Regions from separate parts of the Mus musculus genome. Here region 2 is linked to region 1. The links are chromatin contacts, called in public Hi-C maps. All regions are on one chromosome and are shown on one strand. The core of a region is the stretch at or near the end of the contact, and the rest is flanking DNA. Distances in the headings are between cores, read along the strand shown.

Evidence for each region. Hi-C and Micro-C count contacts between places; a contact is called where the count stands out from the background.
Region 2: a contact with region 1 is called in a Hi-C map of the G1E-ER4 cell line, with 2.6 times the contacts expected there. The contact joins two enhancer-like sites. A contact is called at or near these places in 1 of 15 datasets of contacts at CTCF or cohesin (the G1E-ER4 cell line), 4 of 484 Hi-C or Micro-C datasets (the G1E-ER4 cell line, cortical neurons and nephron progenitors) and 1 of 9 other capture datasets (pancreatic islet).

What each region holds. Positions count from the first base shown.
Region 1 is chr2:106,982,626-106,986,711 of GRCm38.p6, forward strand. No RefSeq gene overlaps it. Among named protein-coding and RNA genes, the nearest start is that of Arl14ep, 10 kb to the left of the region's middle. Within about 2 kb of position 1,781, at least 11 of the 459 cell types and tissues checked have an H3K27ac peak or open chromatin away from gene starts, as enhancers often do. A contact at or near this core is called in the G1E-ER4 cell line, where this site is marked.
Region 2 is chr2:107,116,895-107,120,980 of GRCm38.p6, forward strand. No RefSeq gene overlaps it. Among named protein-coding and RNA genes, the nearest start is that of Fshb, 59 kb to the left of the region's middle. Within about 2 kb of position 2,012, at least 7 of the 459 cell types and tissues checked have an H3K27ac peak or open chromatin away from gene starts, as enhancers often do. A contact at or near this core is called in the G1E-ER4 cell line, where this site is marked.

The DNA.
Region 1 (4,086 bases), core at 531-3,030:
TCTAGGAAAGAATTTCGTTTGGGCCTCTCTGCAGGACCTTGGAGAGCTATAGCATGGGGAAACCAGCAGAGGGAGAACAGAACATTGCTTTTTCATTTTTGGCAAGTTTGTCCCGGTTTTACTATAGTTTCACCCTAGGTCTTATTAAACTCCTTGACAGTGACGAAGCAAACAGTATCCTTTCCTGCATTTTTGGAGAAGCAGGGAATGCTTCTACCGTGGAGGTTCTATTTAACTCAGTGGTCAATAGGCTGTTCAATCAGCTGGCTTGAACGACTCCTTAGCACAGGAAGAGTCTGTATGCTTTCACGTGCTTTTCTCCATAGTATTGTGATAATTAAATGATTTGAGGCCCAAGGATGTAGTTGAGTGGTACAGCACTTGCCTTTCAAACATCAAGGCCAGGTTGCATTCTTCACAGCTTTTAAAAAAGTAGTTAAAGGATTCTCAATATTATGTATTTTACATACAATTAAATAAAATTTCTCTCTGTTTCTCTTTCAAAGATTTATTTTATTTATTATATGTAAGTATACTGTGGCTGTCTTCAGACACCAGAAGAGGGAATCAGGTCTTGTTACAGATGGTTGTGAGCAATCATGTGGTTGCTGGGAATTGAACTGAGGATCTCTGGAAGAGCAGTCAGTGCTCTTAACTGCTGAGCCATCTCTCCAGTACCCTCTTTCTTTCTTTCTTTCTTTCTTTCTTTCTTTCTTTCTTTCTTTCTTTCTTTCTTTCTTTCTTTCTTTCTTTCTTTCTTTCTTGAGACAGTATTTCTCTGTATAGCCCTGTTGTCTTGGAACTGGCTCCATAGATCAGACTGGTCTTGACAGATCAGAGATCTGTCTCCAGAGTGCTGGGATTAAAGGTATACACCACCGATGTCCTAAATCAAATTTATAAATGGATCGTCTCATCTCTAATAATTACTTCTAAGAAAATGTAACACTAGCAATAAGATTTAGAATCATCTAATTTCTTGATTTTTTTTTTCCTCCACCACTTTGTTTTGTGGTCATTTGTTTACTGACTGCAACGAAAATTTAAAATACCAGATTTTTCTCATCACAGTTTTTAAGGAGATGATTTAGTTGGGAAGGTACCCTCCGCAAAAGCATGAGGTCCTGAGTTTAGATCCCTGGCACAAAAAAAAAAAAAAAAAAAAAAAAAAGAAAGAAAGAAAAAAGAAAAAAGAAAAAAGAAAAAATGTCTCTGGAGCCGAGTTAGGCTGGCTGAATCGGTGAGCTTCATCTTCAGCAAGAGACCTTGCTTCAAAACCTGAGGTGGAGGGCATCAAAACAGACACTGGACTCTGGTATTTGACCTCCATATGCAAATGTACACATGTATACATAACACTCACCTTCACAAAGCTATACATACACAGACACACACACACACACACACACACACACATACACACAGGTGTGAGTGCGTGCTCACACACACAAATAAAAAAAATAGTCAAGGGTCAGCTACTTGGAAAGCGCCTACACATTTCACCCAGGTCTTCAATACATTCTCACATGATTTTATGCTTGTTTTGCTGTTTGCATCTCCAGAAGTTGAGGGAAAACCTGAGTCTGACTGGCACTAGGCCTCAGAGAGTTCATAAGGGACAGGCAGAGAAAGAGATGATTTCAGAGTTTTACCCAGTGGGCATGAATGTGCACTCAACACAGGCATGGAACCCAAGGAAGGCTGGATGGAGCGCAGGCTGGACTGAGTGGTGAGAGAGAGATGCCTGCTCTGCGCTCTTCCTGCTTTTCTTGGTGCTTACTTCCTGGGTCCAGTTAAAGAGGTGAGTGCAGCCCTCCAGCACATTAATGCATCACACTTCCAGGGCTGCAACTGTTCGATCCATACCTAGGTGCCTGAAATGTGCTGGGCTGATCTGTCTCCCTCTGGAAGTTTTCAACGTGGGTCTGCCTGGCTGCTTTAGTTTTTGGCCATTTGGTAGAGGAAAACCAGAACAATGTGAGTTGCACTAATACACACACAGCGGGAGGAGGGGAGGCGAGCTGTGAAGAGAACACATCCCCTGCCATTTCCCAGGGAATGTGTTCCATTGTTACCTCTGATACAAGCACAGCATTTCCCTGGTCTATTTTGAGAAGCACACAGATACTCTGATAATAAAGCTTTCTATTTTGTTTTCTCAAGCTAGCTTGAGATGGTTTTCTTTCCTTCACAGGCGTAAGAATTCTAGCTGATATGAATGACGGCAAACCCAAGGAGGGTAGAGGGCATTTCATGAGCTGCGTGAGAAAAGGCTCAGGGACAGGAATAACACGGCATGTGTAGATAAATGCAATTAGTTCTGTTTTGCTGAAATGAGAGAGAGAGAGAGAGAGAGAGAGAGAGAGAGAGAGAGAGGTGCTGACAGAAGAGGAGTGATGGTAGTGCTGTTCAGATGACTATCTCTGAAGTAAATGAAGAGCCCTAGTGTGTTCACACAGCCAGTGACACACTCATATACTGCCTTAACAGTTCTTTGTTATCTCTGGGTTCCTTTAGACCACAAGAAAGCAGATGGGACATGGAAAATTTGTTCTGTTAACAGGATCAAACTGTAAGGTGGTGACTTTTGGCCAATCTCATTTTAACTGTTGCTTAGCAGTCCTTCCTTCCTCTGACCTAATGGCATCACCGGAAGAGCCACATCTGCTTTCATCAGTGAACAACAACTACCGCTCAACCTTCAACAGCATCCTCTGAATAGATGTGTATCATACTGTCCCCATGTTCCAGGGGCAGGAGAGAAGCTTGAAAAGATAAAGTTCTGGGTTGGATCATGAAATTGTCATTTAATAACTTTCCTAGCATTACTAACCGGTCAAAATGCTATAGACTGAATATAGGTTCCTTAAATTCAAATCCGGAAACCTAGGCTCCACATGATTGCTCTAGGAGTTGGGGCATATTAGAGGTGATTTGGTCATGAAGGTGGGAACCTCATGAACCAGATAACAGGAAGCCAAACAAGCATGATTTCTACCACGTACACCTGTGAGCTGTCTATGAACCAGGAAGCAGACATTCTCCATATATCAAATCTATTTGTTTAATCCTTGCCTCTAGATATAATAATTATGTGTTGTTTATAAACCACCAGTTTCTAGTATTTTGTTATAGCAGCACATACAGACTTTGTCAAAATAATACCAAAACAATTAAATATCCATATCAAAAGTCAACCATGACCTAAGATTTAAACTATAAGGATTATGAAAGGAAATATGTGAGATGCTCTTTGTGATTATGAATCAGATAAGCTGTCTGGTTCCTTAGGTAGGACCAGAAAGCATTGTGATTAGCTTAATTTTTCCAACTTAACATAATCTAGAATCACTTAGCAAGGAAGTCTTTTGTCTTTTATGAGATAGGGTCTCACTATGTAGATCTGGCTGGTCAGGAATTTACTGTGAAGACGAGGTTGATCTTGGACTCCCATTCTACCTCTGGAGTTCTAGAGTTAATGGTGTGTGCTACCCCCTCTGACCCATGGAAAAGGAGAACTAATCAGGTATTGTCTCTACCTGTGGGGAGTTCTGTGGCATGTTATCTTGATTCTTTAATTGAGGTGGAAACTTTGCCCAATGTGGGTGATACAGTTTTCTAGGCAGGGGATTTTAACTTGTATGAGTGAACAAAGTGAGCCAAGCACTAGCATGCATCCAGTAGTTCATTCCTCTCTGCACTTGACTGTGTATATAACGAGTCTAGCTGACCAAGTTTCCACTGCTTTGATGCTCCAACAATGGTGGACTGCAACCTGGAATTGTGAACCAAGTGAGTCCTGTGAAGGATGGTCGTCTAGGGGTACTGCTGCGTTCATTGTGCAGTAGGAACAAAACCCTACACATCCTGAAAAGACCAACTTGGACAGAACAGAGGAGGAGGAAGAAGCCACTGGGAGAATGACAGTCTGAGTCTGTGGCATGGGACCTTAAAGCAGGAAGCTGCGGGAAATAGCCACCAGTGACTGCGGGTTACTGGGTTCCTGAAAAGAAAGCTGGGGATCAAGTCAACACAAAGTTCTCTGATCAAGGGTCAACTTTAGTTCTAGGGTCTGATTTTTAAAGG
Region 2 (4,086 bases), core at 762-3,261, 130 kb after region 1:
CTTCTCTAACTTCTTTTCTTTCTTTCTTTCTTTCTTTCTTTCTTTCTTTCTTTCTTTCTTTCTTTCTTCCTTCCTTCCTTCCTTCCTTCCTTCCTTCCTTCCTTCCTTCCTTTCTTTCTTTCTTTCTTTCTTTCTTTCTTTCTTTCTTTCTTTCTTTCTTTCTTTCTTTCTTTCTTTCTTTCTTTGACAAGCATACCAGAAATCTTTGAAATGAGAGAATATTTGTTCTTCTATGACCAGTCTACCTTTTCTCACTAGCACACTGCTAGGCATTTAGTGTCTGTCTCAAAATACCAAATGCCAACATAGATTATATAATAGGAGGACACGATGGCAGAATCACAAGAGACACTAGTATGGCTGGGAGCAAGCATGGAGAAAACATTTATGTTAAAGCAGAGAGGAACTTAGATACCAACTATGGTAAGTTAAGTAATTAATCCTTAACCCCTTCCATAACATATGTTCCTGGCCTAATTTCTTGGTAGCTGGGAATGCTACTTTATAAAAAAAAAAAAAATACACCCCTTGAGGTGTATTTGGATTAGTGAGCCTCAGGTATAGAGGTTACACTAAATTTGTCCAACAGGAATGATCACAGTACTTATAGGAGGAAGAGTTTCAGAAGTGAAGGCTCTGTGATGATAGAGGCAGGGACTGGTGTGCTATGAAGGTAGAATGTGGGGCCATAGGCCAAGGATTATATGTGACTACCAGAAATTGAGAAGAGCCTGCTCCTGAAACAGATTCTCGTGAGAATTGCTAGACGGCGCTATTTCTGATTATCCCCTGGAAGGATAGGATGGAAGGAGTAGGGCTGGAGCACACAGATGGGAAGTGGAGGGTCATATTCAGCGCGCAGAAGTGTTTTGTTTGGAAAGGATGCTATTTTGAGAAAGGCAAACAAAAATGAGTCAACCTTTAAAAATGAGTATGTTTTGCATAAAATCTGGATTTCTGATGTGAATCTGCATTTCTGGGGGATAATCGTGAGTCAAATCTTAGTTGCCAACTTTTCTTGTGAGCTGAGCTTTGAGTTTGTTAGCTGGAGCTTCCTCCATTCACTATGGGCTCCCTAGGTCTGAATTTTAGAGGTTGCAATCTATAGACAAGCAGAGGGGGCTGCATATTTTAAGGAAGGAAAGAGTTTTAATAAGCGTAGGATTCTAACACAGAAATGAACAAAGGAGGGATGAAAATGTGGGTGTGTTAAGGATTTGACTATTTTTGCAACTTTTCCACAAATCTTAAACCGTTCTAAAATTAAAAATGAGTTTCTTTTCATTAAAATGGAAATGATACGTATGTTCCTTTGTGAAAGGGGTTGGTACTATGTAATATGTTAAATATGTGAACATAGTGTTTTCTGTTATAAGAAGTCTTTGGGTTCTGTTTCATTCATTATATTGCTCTCTGGACTACTCTTAAGAGTGTATCTACAAGCTACCAGCTTCATCCCACTATAGATGGGGGTTCTGAGGCCCAGAGAGGCAAAGAAATGTGTCCAGGACCAGAGTACTGCTCAGAAAGCAGACTCAAGCAAAACCTAGGACTCCATTCTAGCTAATCCTTCCTTTTGACTGGCACAGAGCTCCAGGGATTGATAGGTTCCACATTCTGGGCTGCATTAACCAATCCCCTAACCTGCTTAGGGCCTTCTATGTGCAAAGAGTAGCATCCTATTTAGAGCTGCTTGATATATATTACTTTAAAAACATAAAAATTTTAAAATATGTAATATATACCTATATATTACTTACTCACTTCATTTATATTTTATATCGGGTGCATAGGGAAAACATTTGACATTTGTCCAAGCACCAAATGTACCTCTGGTTTCATTACTTACATACTAGCCAACCACAGCTATGCACAAAGTAGTTCCTGGAAGGCCAGAAGGATTGAGAAGGTCAGAAGCTGAGGCAGGCATTCTGTGTGGGCTCAGACCATGCCGGGAGGGAGGGATTAAAAGACTAAGTGGATTGGAGAGGTTATGGCTGTTTCTAGAACACTGTGTATCCATAGCCTTGGGTCTAAAAGGCCTTGATGTGTCTGGCTCAGAGCTGGCTAGAAGGCCAAGGCTATATGCTGCTCCAGGACTAAACAGGCTTAGAAATGTGCTGTTACTGGCTTGCCTCCGCTCTTATCTCTGAAAGGCTATTTCCATACTAACAGCTTTCTCTAGGACCTGGTATACTGTATAGGTATTAAAGCAATAGCTTTTCTCATTTTTTTTTTTTCCCAGCAGCAGCCTGAGTGAGAGAAGGAAGAGATAAAGGTAACAATGAAGCTAGTACCATGGAGTTGAGTGCCACCCGTCACTTACAGTTTATGTGAGCTGTCACGTGACGATGCCTTCTCCTCATCACATTGCTCTATGGCCTCTGGAAACAGTAGATTATGGCTGAGGATTCAGAGACCCAGAGATAAGACAAGGTGGTTGGGGTTGAAGGGGTCACCGTGGATGCATTAGAAAGGTAGCCGATCTCTTTTCCATACCAGTGCCCTTTTCTTCCTGAGGCTACGTAGAGGGATGATAACGCACAAGTGATACATTAAATATTCTAGAACTCATGTCTGTGTAAGTGTGGGCCTCTAGGTTGTGTGGTCAACTGGCTGCACACAGGTGCCCTAGACAAGATTGTCAGTGTTGAAATATCAGTTCTACTGCTTAATAGCTGGGTGACATGGGCACATTACTTAACCTGTCTCAACCTCTATTTTGTTTTCCTAAATTGAAGCTTGTAGTATGACTAACTTCAAATGGTGACATAGAAAGTGAACTAAAGTAGTGGGTAAATTAAAAATATTTGTGACTGCTATATGACTGCAAACTATTGTTGAGAGACTGTAATTTTAACTCTGTTTTAAAAAAGGACAGCACAAGCTCAGAAAAGCCACATAGTTTGCCCAGAAGCACAGGCAGGGAGTAAGCTAGATTTGTGTTATCTCTGCTCTAAGTCACTGACTGTTTTATCTGTAGCTCTCAGGTTTGCTTGGAGCTGTACATCTTGGCTAACCAGCTCTGCTGTGTAAACAAAGTTTCTGGGCTTATGCGGACAAAGTGTCACTGTTCTCATGATTCTTAGATCTTTCACCACCTTTATGATCTTTTCTTGAATATTTTTTGTTTCCCTTTTCCAAGAAATTAAAGGGACCACTGCTAGGACATCTGAATCTGAATCCAAAACACTGAATAGCAGACTGAGGTCAGAGGACTGGTATGGGCTTGAGGCTACACAGGCTACTGAGTGACACCAATGTAACACCCCCCCCCCCCCCGCCAAGTCCAAATAACGCCTCCCCTGGAGATGACTGAGGGGCATTAGAAGTTGTTAATACTGAGCACAAAAATGAATGCTTTCTTTGAAATTGGTAAAATGTTTTGCCTTGGTGTCTTCAAACTGCATAAAAATAATTAAACCCATGTAAAAAGGAATGGCATGTGACTACTGGCTTGATATACAGTTCTAAAAAGCAATTAAGTTAGTATCTGTTCTAATGATTAAGATATCAGTATCAGAGCCTCAGAAGTGGCAGGACCCAAATTAGATGTTTGAGGCAAGATTGGAAGGACATTCACTACTTGTATTTGTTTTTTTTTTCCTGTGTATTTCTTACTAGATATTTTCTTTATTTATATTCCAAATGTTATCCCCTTTCCTAGTTTTCCTTTTGAAAACCCCTATCCTCTCCCCCCTTCCCCTGCTCCCCAGCCCTCTCACTCCCATTACCAGTTCTAACCTTCCCCTGTACTGGGGCATAGAACCTTCACAGGACCTAGGCCCTCTCCTCCCATTGATGACGGACTATGCCATCCTCAGCTACATATACAGCTAGAGCCACATGTCCCATCATGTGTTTTCTTTGATGGTTTAGTTCCAAGGAGCTCTGGGGAGGGTACTGGTTAGTTCATATTGATGTTCCTCCTGGGGCTTCAGACCCTTTCAGTTCCTTGGATACTTTCTCTAGCTCCTTCATTGGGGACCCTGTGCTTTGTCTAATGGATGATTGTGAGCATTCACTTCTGTATTTGCCAGGCACTGGCAAAGGCCCTCAGGAGACAGCTATATCAGGGTCCTGTCA